Linked DNA regions of Mus musculus: region 1 is linked to region 2. A link is a contact called in public Hi-C data. All regions are on one chromosome and are shown on one strand. Each heading gives the region's core, a stretch centred on a gene start, on an enhancer-like site or on the middle of the called end of the contact. The rest is flanking DNA. Distances are from core to core; before and after follow the strand shown. Region 1 overlaps Rab3c (RAB3C, member RAS oncogene family). Region 2 overlaps Rab3c (RAB3C, member RAS oncogene family).

Region 1 (5,439 bases), core at 1,396-3,895, 170 kb after region 2:
GGGGGGTATGGGGGACTTTTGGGATAGCATTGGAAATGTAATTGAGGAAAATACGTAATAAATTAAATAATAAAAAAAGAACTGAGTGTAAAACCATTTTCTCACTGCTATCTGGAGGGTCCTGAGGTTTTGGAATGAGGAAGCTGTAAAGTGGAAGCTCGCTGCGACCTTGTGTTATTGCTCCTAAGAGGGCTGCTCAGAAGCTTCCAGGACAATCAGAATAGGACTTGTCATGACTGCAGAATTACATCCAGTTCCATTAACTTTCTAAAGTTGGGGATTTTTATGCTAGTGAGTTTATTCTGATGAACGTGTGGCAACCACACATATACACACAGACACACACACACACACACACACACACACACAATCATTCAATGTGTCTGCTTCACATTAGTAAAAATGAGCTGCTGATTCCAGACTCTGTCTCCCAAGGGTAGCCTTAGGTAATGATCTAAACAAAGAAGAGCCTGGATCATGCATCAACTCTCAAGAACCAGGAGAAGTTCCTGTGGTTTTCGTTGTTGTTCTCTTCCTTTTCATACAGATCATGGCTTCATTGTATATTACAGAAAACCATGTGGGGCCTCCTTCCATATCTATAAAGAAGCTCATTTCACAAATCTAAAAATCAAAGAAATCACAGATCAGACTCTGATTGCTAAAAGGGGAGACACCAAGATTGTCTTCATCTTTCTGGTTGCTACATAGTCTACGGGACACCATTTGTAAATGCCAATTTAATTAATGCATCAGGCCACAATATAAGTCTGTGATAGAATGCTTGACTAGCAAGACCCTGGGTTCAGTACCTGCCATGATGCATTTGCAAGACACCATGGCTACTGGGAAAGCAATGTGCTGATGAAAAGCAAGTTCTTCATGGACCATTCACCTGACAGCTTTGTGTTTCACTTCTCATCTTCCAGCCAGGGTTCAGAGCCCCAGAACAGGCTCAACTCATATCCAAGGAGCTATTTTGTATCAACACTTATATGTAAAACTTTGGTTATCATAACACTAGAATAGTATTATGTCCACATACTGTGTCTTGTGGAATGTTTACTCTCAGATGGTTTTCATCTTCAAATCATAAAACATAAGCCCCTGTTTAACCTGGAAAGGTTGCTCTGATGAGAATATGAGGTGACATCAACATACTAGGTGGCACTTAGTATCAGGAGGAAATGTCAACTTCTAACCTCTAGACTGGTTTCATCCAATCAGATACATATGAGGCTGCATGGAAGATTATATCTGAGTATTGGGCATATCTTTCCTATGTCATTTAAAAAAAAATAGGATTGATTTATCTTGGGCTTCACACAGTGCTATCTGTTTTCGGATAATCCTTTGAGGTGACCCGGCCATAAAGTGTTAGGCAATGTTCAGAATGGAGGAGGCAGGGGCAGGCGGATTTCTAAATTTGAGGCCATCCTGGTCTACAAAGTGAGTTCCAGGACAGCCAGGGCTATACAGAGAAACCCTGTCTCGAAAAGACAAAACAAAAACAAACAAACAAAAAACAAAACAAAACAAAAAACAAAAAAACAAAAAAAAACAAACAAAAAAACAAAACAAAACAAAACAAAAAAACACCAAAAAACCAAAAACAAAAAAAAAAAAAGAAAGAAAGAAGATAGATGAAGTATAGTGATAACTATGAAGCTAGTGTATAGGGCATTTATCATTCCAAGGGATGACTTTCCTTTTAATTGGCTTGAGTGCCTCATTCAATATCTCTTGAAGGTAGAGAATGTGGGGAGGAGCTGCACCTCAGATGGCAGAGCACTTGCAACGGAAATCTAAGAGAAAATCTGGACTTGACTTAATTCAACTCCTACAAAGGATTAAGGATCTGAAGAAGCACTCCTCCCTTGCATCTGGATACTTTGTGGGTGGCCTGCAGTTCATAATCACAGCCCCAGTCTGTAGAATGGACAGGGCAGCCTGTACATTATCGTCGTTAGCTGGCTCTGCACACATTAAAATGGCACAGCAGAAAGAGCTAAGGTCCAGCTTACGGAGAATATTCACAAGCTTCCTAGTTGAATGTGTTAGCCATGTCTGATCACGATCTCATTATGTAGTGAACATGCTAAACCCAGGTGAGTGATGCCCTGCCCCCACTCATGATGAAGAGGTTAGAGGTAAAGCTAAGATCCAGGTAAAATTAATTTAGAAGATTTCCATTTTCACTGAATACCCTGTACCTGCTCACAGCATTTTCTATCCATCTGTAAGAGCCCAGTGCATACCAGTGAAAGGTCTGTGCCTATTTCTTCCTCTCTAACTCTATGGCAGTCTAGAAGTCTGTCGAGTACCCATGAGAACACTGTCATCTGCTTTACTATAAGATAGCTGGTGTGTTACTTGTCCTGGTAATAAGGTTCTTCCTCAGAAACCTCATGTTCAACCCACTCTCTTAAAACGCACCAGAAAAGCTATTACTTTTAATGAATGCTAATACATGTGATATGACATACCTGGTGTTAACATTGCAAAAATATAGAACAACTACAATCTTTCATGACACTGAGTCAGGAGGCATTTTCAAAGCCAACGACAGCATAGTATTTGGACAGAGTAAGGCAAAGTGCGTGAGCAGAGAGCGATCCTTATTATAACTCAGCCTTGGGGCACGTATGAGTGGTGAGTCAGAGGTTTGTAACCACTTAAAGACAAGACCAAAATAGCAACCAAGCATCCTGTCCAGGAATAAGTAAATGGGCTCTCTCCTCCTTGTGAAATCCTTAACAGAGCATGGTTCATGATCCTCTGTGCTGGTAGGCTGTGTAGAGGCCCCAGAGAGCTGCTGTGGTTGACCAACCACAAGACACCCAAGTGAAGGTGAATGAGGGTAGCCTCTAAAGTCATTCTTTTCTTTCCTTGGTTCCCATCTTCACTCCAGTCTGGAGTGTCCCACACTCACCTTGGCTACATTCTGCCATTTCTGGCATGCCTTGAGTCCCACCTCTGCCTTTTACTACCAGTTAATTTCTGCTTGACATCAGAGTTCAGAGAAGTTATTAGTTCTTGAAAAATTACCCCTATGAGGCTCCATGGCTCTACTCTGTTGGCACTCACCATTGCCTGGTGACTTTCAGCCTTTGCAAGTTACATTGGTGGCTGCCACATGTAACTTGCCTGACTTAGGAAGACAGATCTATATCTTCCTACTCTTTGATCTCATTGCCTAGAAACCAGTGTGTGCCCATAACACTCATCTGTAGGCTCATTGTATTGCACAGTGGGTAGGTGGGCAGATGGATGGATAAATGCCGAGGCTTCATCTTTTCAGTAATCTCTAGAACTTTCAATAATTATCCTACTTCGAGAATAATTGATGCTCTTCCCTTTTTTTGTACTTCCAGCTAATCATATTTCACTCATCTGTATAAATCTGAAACACAGTTTTCCTATTAGAAGCGAGACACATTATCGGTCATGGAAATATATGTTCTACATGTTCATTTAGGAGAGCTACATGACAGAATTATAATTCAGCAATCTCCCGATTTGTTTGCTGTGTTGTTAATAATCATTTCATGGCTTTTGCTGACATACTGCTGCCTCTGCGGAGGGAGGCCTCTCCCCTGCACCTAATATGTCCACTGGCTGTCATCCAGTTAACTGCAAGAGTCTCCGACTAAACTGTCCTCCATCACTGTCCTGGAAATTATGTTTCCCAGATGACAGCAGCTTTGATTGTAAATCACTTTTCACAAATATAACTTGATTTCTGAACTACCCAGTTTGCTTATTAAACAACGAACACCCAAGTCAGGGCTCCCATGTACTCTGCAGCTATGATTTCAAGGACAGCCTTTTCTCACTGTGCTCCTGGGAACCCTTCCCAGCCTCTCTGACAGGGCTCTTATTGATGTGGAAAAGATAGAAGGAGGCACAGAAGCCTGTGGGTTGTAATCATTTCTCTCCATCTAAGTCAAAATAGACTGAACAATTTTATCATCAGCAATAGCGTGGAGATGAAGAGTTGTAAATGAATGGCCAGGAGAAAGACAGGAGACTATCTATCCTCAATTCCTGATTTTTAATCAGTGATGAGAATCTCTTTCTCACTCACAATATCCATAGCAACTCGGGTGATGAGTGTCTGGATGAAGGAGACCGAAACAAGCTAACAGAATCCCCACCATCCTTCAGAACTTGTGTTCTGCTCTGTTCTGCAGGGGTTCAGGGTACAGAAGAATCTGATGCTTCAAGGAGGTCATGGAGGATTAGTACCATCTGTGATTTGGAGAAACATCTCACCATCTCTGGGGCTTCCAGACTTAAGCCACTATATTTCTAATTTTATATATAAGTAATAAATATTTTAAAGTTCCAGCTGTTCAGTGTTTGGGCTTTTAAACAACTTTTGATAACTTAGGTAAAGAGGCAATTATGCCCGTTATACTATAACAATTCTGTGACCTTTCTGGACAATGTTTATGAATTATTTACTTCTTATGTTCTTTGACAAAAGCAACTTTTAAAAGGAAGGCTTGATTTTTTTTTTTAACTGACAGTTTGAGAATAGCTTCTACCAAATTAGAAAAGTCACGAAGGCAGGAGCTTAAGGCAGCTGGTGACCTCCCAGTCAGGAAGCAGAAGAGAGGACTGGTGCTCAGCCTGCTTTCTCCATTTTATTCTGACCAGGATTCTAGCTCATCAACCAGCATCACTTACATCTAGTGCCTTCCGATCTCAGTTTACCCAATCTCAAATTCCATCACAAACAAGCCCAGAGGTCTACCTCCTCGGTGATCCTAGAGCCTGTTAAGTTGACGATCAATATTGGCCATCACAATTGGCTTGTGGGAAGAATGCATATTAACAGTACAGATAACCTAGGCTTCTATCATGGCTTTTTTTTTTAATTATTATTTATCAAGGTGCTCTTGGGCATATATTGTAACCTCTTGGTGTCTCAGTGTTCCTGACTACACAATGGAGCCTGTAATAGCAATGCAATAGGCCTGTGGTAAGCATGTTACACCCAAGGTAGGCTAGCCCTCCTTTCTCTCAGTCATTTTTGTTATTACTAAATCACACCATTTGCTTGATGGGACTCAATGGCTGTCAGCCACGTGTTGGTTGTCAACATAGTGAACCATTTAGCTTAAGCTACTAAGGAATCATAGAATCCTAAAACGAGATGATGTCTTGAGAAATCTTTGCCTTAGGTAAGTTCAATGGAATATAAAACCAAATCTCTGAAGACAGATGTAATGCACAGGAGATTTTATATGGCAGCACCAAGACAAGATATCTGACCAGATTCCTCTCCGTTATGGTTGCTTTCCATAGCTATGAAGCCTATTGAATAGTTCTCCAACTTACTCAACTCTTCCATTTAACCCACGTGAAACCTCATCACAACCTTATGCTCACTATTTCACTACCAAGCCTCAATACAATTTTAAATAATAGCAG
Region 2 (4,871 bases), core at 194-2,693:
GTGTGGGGGACATTAGCAGCCACAGTTGGGCTGTGGTGGAGGAGGGGTCTCCTTGAGCCTCGTGCTCTGCTTTGCCGCTGTGATGGCTGGGTCGGTCTCCAAGCTCTCTGACATTTTGTCACAAATGATATCTACGAGGCGCTCGAAGGTTTGCTTCACGTTGATGTTATCCTTGGCGCTGGTTTCAAAAAACTCAAACCCTGCAGGAAACACACAGAAACAGGCCCATCATTTCACGTTTCTGAAGTCCAATGGACTCAGTTGCGGTTTTGAATGTCGATGGGGCAAAGGCAGCGGTGGGAGATGGGTGCGATTTCTTAGACCGGAGATGACTGCTGGACAAGAAGCGCTACCCACTGACCAGAGCAGAGAGTTATAAAGAGGGGTTGATGATACTCATTTTATTTGTCTCTACTGATTCATTCATGATGTCTGCAACGGCAGAGAGATTTTCTGAGAGGAAATCAAGAGTTAACAGTAGTAGTATCATTAGGAACCCTCACCAGCCAGTCCTCTCATCCTGACTCCTTGCTCCCGCCTCTGGTGTGCTCATACATCTTTGTTGACTTGGCTGGATTAAGAGCAAAGCATGGGGCGTGTCTGCGACTGCTTTTCCAGGCCCAACTAGATGCTGTGGACTCTGACTTAATCAGTGACTCACCCCCTCGATGACATTATTGCTAGGCAGTGAGGGGTTGGGGCGGGGTTTAGTTGGTGTAAGTCCGTTACTGGAACTTATCCTGTATCCTCGGGTGCTATATTATTCAGGGTTATCCCTTGTTCTGACTCCTGGCCACCTTGGTGTGAATTGTTGTGTTCAGCTTCAAGGCTGACTTTTTGGAGAAAAGTGAGACGCCTTAGACAAAAAACCTGAGGATTTTTTGTCTGGTCGCCGTGTAGTCTTTTAAAGTCTTCTCTAAAACTGACATGACTTCCATTCTTCTCTCATTGCTGTATTATGTCAAAGTTATTAACGTTTTTGAACAAAAGATTTAGAAAAGGTCCTGTGCATATTCTATCAGAAGAGGGACTACGAATTTCCTATTCAATCCTGTTCTTTTTTCCCTGTCCAGTCATGGGACCAAGTAGTATCTAGCAGGACACTAGGTGGCGCTAAAGAATCACAGGAGTTACCGTAGACCTCCTTCAATCTCTGGGTATTTGAACTGAGTGTTAATGCAATAACCCTGCAGTCTTTGTAACGCTGTTTCAGCTTTCTGGTGGGGGCAGATTTCCTTCTCACCAGTACTATTTATGGCAGTAAAGTTTTTGAATAGGAAAGAAAACAATAAATTTTAATTGAGCAGCAAAAATACAAGAAGGTGGGAACCATGGCACAAGGAGGGTGGGCAAACCCCACTTCCAGGATGCGGCTGTCTGGAAGCCATCTCAGAATGCAGCTCTGCACACAATGTTATCATTCCATTGTTCGCATTCCCATTCTACCGGCTGTGCTTGCCTGTCAGTTGCTATGGCAACTGCCCCAATTGGCCAGCCGGAGATTGGTCTGGTCCACCGGGGGGAATGTTGATTTAGGATGTGCTGGGCAGAACACAGAGAGCCTTTTTTAATCCATTCTCAATTTTACACCCTATAAATCCTTCTGGTTACATCTGGCCCTATCTCAGAGGAGACACAAAGATTCAAAATGATTAAATCCAGTGAATGCCTGGCTCCTGGGACCAAAATGAAAAGCACAGTCCACTGCTTCGCATCTATGTCCACATCCCTTTAATAACTAAGAAATACTTGTTTTCTTGAAGGGAATTGAAAGGAAAAAAAATAAATGATTTTCATAAGTTAAAATTTCTAAGTTTTTGACACTACTGTTGATTGGATGATTAAACCCAAGTTACATTTTGACTGCAGCTCTGTTAGGATCCGAGCAACAGCCAGACTCAGGAGACAGATCATTAGCAGATTAAAGTCCTAGGAAACAGTGCAAGGTATTTCAGTCTACCTTTGGCTTCTATTTCTTTTTTTATTGTTTTGTGTCTGCACAGTGATCACGCCGTTCTCTTAGAGTAGAAATTTACCTATAGGCAAGGCCAGGTGGTGTGGACAGTGCTGATTTTTCTAAAGCTGGTGCATTCCCTACAGCTGGATCATTTACGTTCCTGATGGACCCAGGGCAGGGCAGGACAGGCACCCTCTGCTCGATGTCATTGCTTACTCATCAGAGCTCTTTGCTTGCTATTTTCTAGGTGCTAGTGTTTTTGTCCCAGAATTAGTAGGGTTGGGCATCATTCCAGAAGATTCCAAAACCACACCGGAGATGTGAGACCTCTGAATGAAACTTTGGAGGAAAATAATTCTGAAATTTGGGGCAAATCTGGGACAAGTTTCGGTTCTATCATCGTTTCAGCGGGTGCTTCTTTTACATGTGAGCGTCTGGGAAAGGGCAGAACATGAAGCACTGAGCCATTGCTGAAAGATACAGGCTCCCACCCCCCTTTATTAAATGTAACTCCGTTATCTGGTTATGAGGTCACCCTAGGATGATGGTGCGCAAGTTGGGAACAGTAACGTGATCTCTGATCACAGAATCCAAAATGTTCTCAATTTCCATCCCTTTCTGTATGTGATGATTTGTATATGCTCAGACCAGGAAGTGGCACTATTAGAAGGTGTGGCCCTGTTGGAGTAGGTGTGTCACTGTGGGCGTGGGCTAAAAGACCCTCACCCTAGCTGCCTGGAAGTCAGTATTCTGCTAGCAGCCTTCAGATGAAGATGTAGAACTCTCTGCTCCTCCTGCACCATGCCTGCCTGGATGCTGCCATGCTTCCCGCCTTGATGCTAATGTACTGATCCTCTGAACTTGTAAGCCAGCCTCAATCAAATGTTGTCCTTATAAGAGTTGCCTTGGTCATGGTGTCTGTTCACAGTAGTAAAACCCTAAGACACCGTGGGATCCTGGGACTCAGGAGAGAGTGTCTAGGAGCCCTTCACATTATAAGAACACTCTTTCCTCAGCATGGTGAGGAGGCCGTGATATGGTGAGAGTGTGGGGGCTTATTGGCCCAAGTACCTTGGCAGCCCACCGTTAACATGCTAGATTTTAAAAAAATCTTCACTGTTTCTGTATGTTTGTTTGTTTATTTTTTATATATTGTATGTGGTCAGATATGTATGTAATTTGCATGTATGAAACACATATGTGGAGAACAGGATGGTAAGCAAGAGTCTGTTCTTTCCCACCATGTGGGTCTGGGAATTGAACTCAGGGCATGGGGTTTAGCAGCAGGCTCCGTTATGTACTGAGCTACCTTGCTGGTCTGACACACTAGATCTGTCACCATGAGAAAATTATGGCTTCCGCACTCACTTTCATAATTTATGGTGTTTGCTCTGCCTGTCCTATAGCATTATCATGGCTCTCAAGTGGGAAAATGTGGGTGAAGGGGCCAAACAAACTGGGAAGGGCAAGGAGAGCAGCGTCAGTGACCCCACGCTGGCGTTTGTGTAGTCTAGGAGAATATTGAGAGCCCTGGGAACATTTTAACTCACTTTGTCCTTGAGCAAGGGCTATTAATTTGTCTACTTTTCAGATAAGAAAATGAAGGTGGAAAATGGATGAGTGATTTGTTTAAGCCTTCCCATGATTGGCTGGGAAATGGTAGAGACAGAGAGTACCCATTAGCCTTCCCTGCCTTTCTAGGTACCCCGAAGAAGGCAGCTACAGTTTTGTTGCAGTTAATTGATCAGTTCTAGGGTAATGAGTAGTTACTAATTCACACACAATTTCATTAATTTAAATAATTCGAAGGTGACTTACATGGGCTTTAAGAGTGCCAGTGAACCTAACAGTCCAGTTGTTTAACAGCTTAAAAATACACCGTGGGATTACAAAAGCCACATCTCCCTATGAACTAGAGAAGAACAGCTACAAAGCGTTCCGAAAATAAAACTGGTTTTCAGTGACCAGCAGCCTAAATCTATTTATCCTAAAACACAGAGTTCAAAGAGTGGGAGCACAAGGTCAACACTACAGCCTTTAGTATGGTGTCATTGAGTTGTGTAGATCTGGGGGAAATGGGGGTCTATCATGGACTTCTGTCTCCATTTGAATCACAAGGTAAAATTTCTCTGTGAGAAGCCATCCCTGTCCCATCCCTGTGTCCAAGCATGTTTAAAATTGCGGCCTAACTTACAACGACAAATGCAAACACTGGAGTCTTTATTCTTATAGTAACTCCTTGGGCTTTCTGGTTATTACACCCCAGTGTCTTGGTCTTTTTACCTTAGCTACTACCTAATAGGCTTGTTCTCAGAAAACCTTACCTTTACATCCACACACACCATCATCATCAGAAGTCCGGCATCAGTCAAAGAAGCCTGGCAAACAGTCCTACAAAACCCTGGAGATTGTCTCCTGCACACTGCCAAGGATGCTGCTGTTAGTTCATCAGGAGCAAAGAAGCAGACCAAGATGATGTAGCAAGCTGACTGTGGACTCTGACAGGTCCCCCGAGAAGTAGGCTACCGTTTCAGGTCCCCTGAGAAGTAGGCTACTGCTCCTTGCTCTGAACACCTGCCCCTTATGCTGCACGGTCTGTAATTAGTAACTTTAGCATGCATGTGGCTTTATCAGGCAAGTGGTGGACAGGCTTAGTGAAACATGGGTGAGTTCTTAGTCTTTTTTTTTCCTCCCAACTGCTCTCTGGCAGAGGCATCCCTGCTCTGGACTCAGAAGAGTACCTGCCTCAGCCAGCACACCCCTACCTTGGGGTTCTCCAGACCTGACTTAGACAGAACAACTCCTTCCCTTTCTAAAACCAATGATAGGGATGCCCAGACATGGTTTAAATTAAACTATTTGCCTTTGGACAGCTGAAAGAGCAAATGACTATCTGGAAGGACTCTGCTGGTGA

Evidence for each region. A called contact is a pair of places that touch in the nucleus more often than the background predicts.
Region 1: a Hi-C map of the N1E-115 cell line shows a contact between it and region 2, with 5 times the contacts expected there. The contact joins two enhancer-like sites. A contact is called at or near these places in 1 of 15 datasets of contacts at CTCF or cohesin (the NIH/3T3 cell line), 10 of 484 Hi-C or Micro-C datasets (the N1E-115 cell line, adipose-derived mesenchymal stem cells, bone marrow-derived macrophages and 5 more), 2 of 115 datasets of contacts at active chromatin or transcription factors (the NIH/3T3 cell line and embryonic basal ganglia) and 1 of 9 other capture datasets (embryonic stem cells).

Annotation. Positions count from the first base shown.
Region 1 is chr13:110,227,591-110,233,029 of GRCm38.p6, forward strand. The region is part of intron 2 of Rab3c (RAB3C, member RAS oncogene family); the gene reads right to left. Among named protein-coding and RNA genes, the nearest start is that of Gm41057, 49 kb to the left of the region's middle. Within about 2 kb of position 2,646, at least 46 of the 459 cell types and tissues checked have an H3K27ac peak or open chromatin away from gene starts, as enhancers often do. A contact at or near this core is called in the N1E-115 cell line, adipose-derived mesenchymal stem cells and cerebellum, where this site is marked.
Region 2 is chr13:110,061,803-110,066,673 of GRCm38.p6, forward strand. Rab3c (RAB3C, member RAS oncogene family) reads right to left here. Exons shown (of 5, transcript NM_023852.5): 5 at 1-200. The coding sequence ends at 13. Among named protein-coding and RNA genes, the nearest start is that of Gm32881, 58 kb to the left of the region's middle. Within about 2 kb of position 1,444, at least 80 of the 459 cell types and tissues checked have an H3K27ac peak or open chromatin away from gene starts, as enhancers often do. A contact at or near this core is called in the N1E-115 cell line, adipose-derived mesenchymal stem cells and cerebellum, where this site is marked.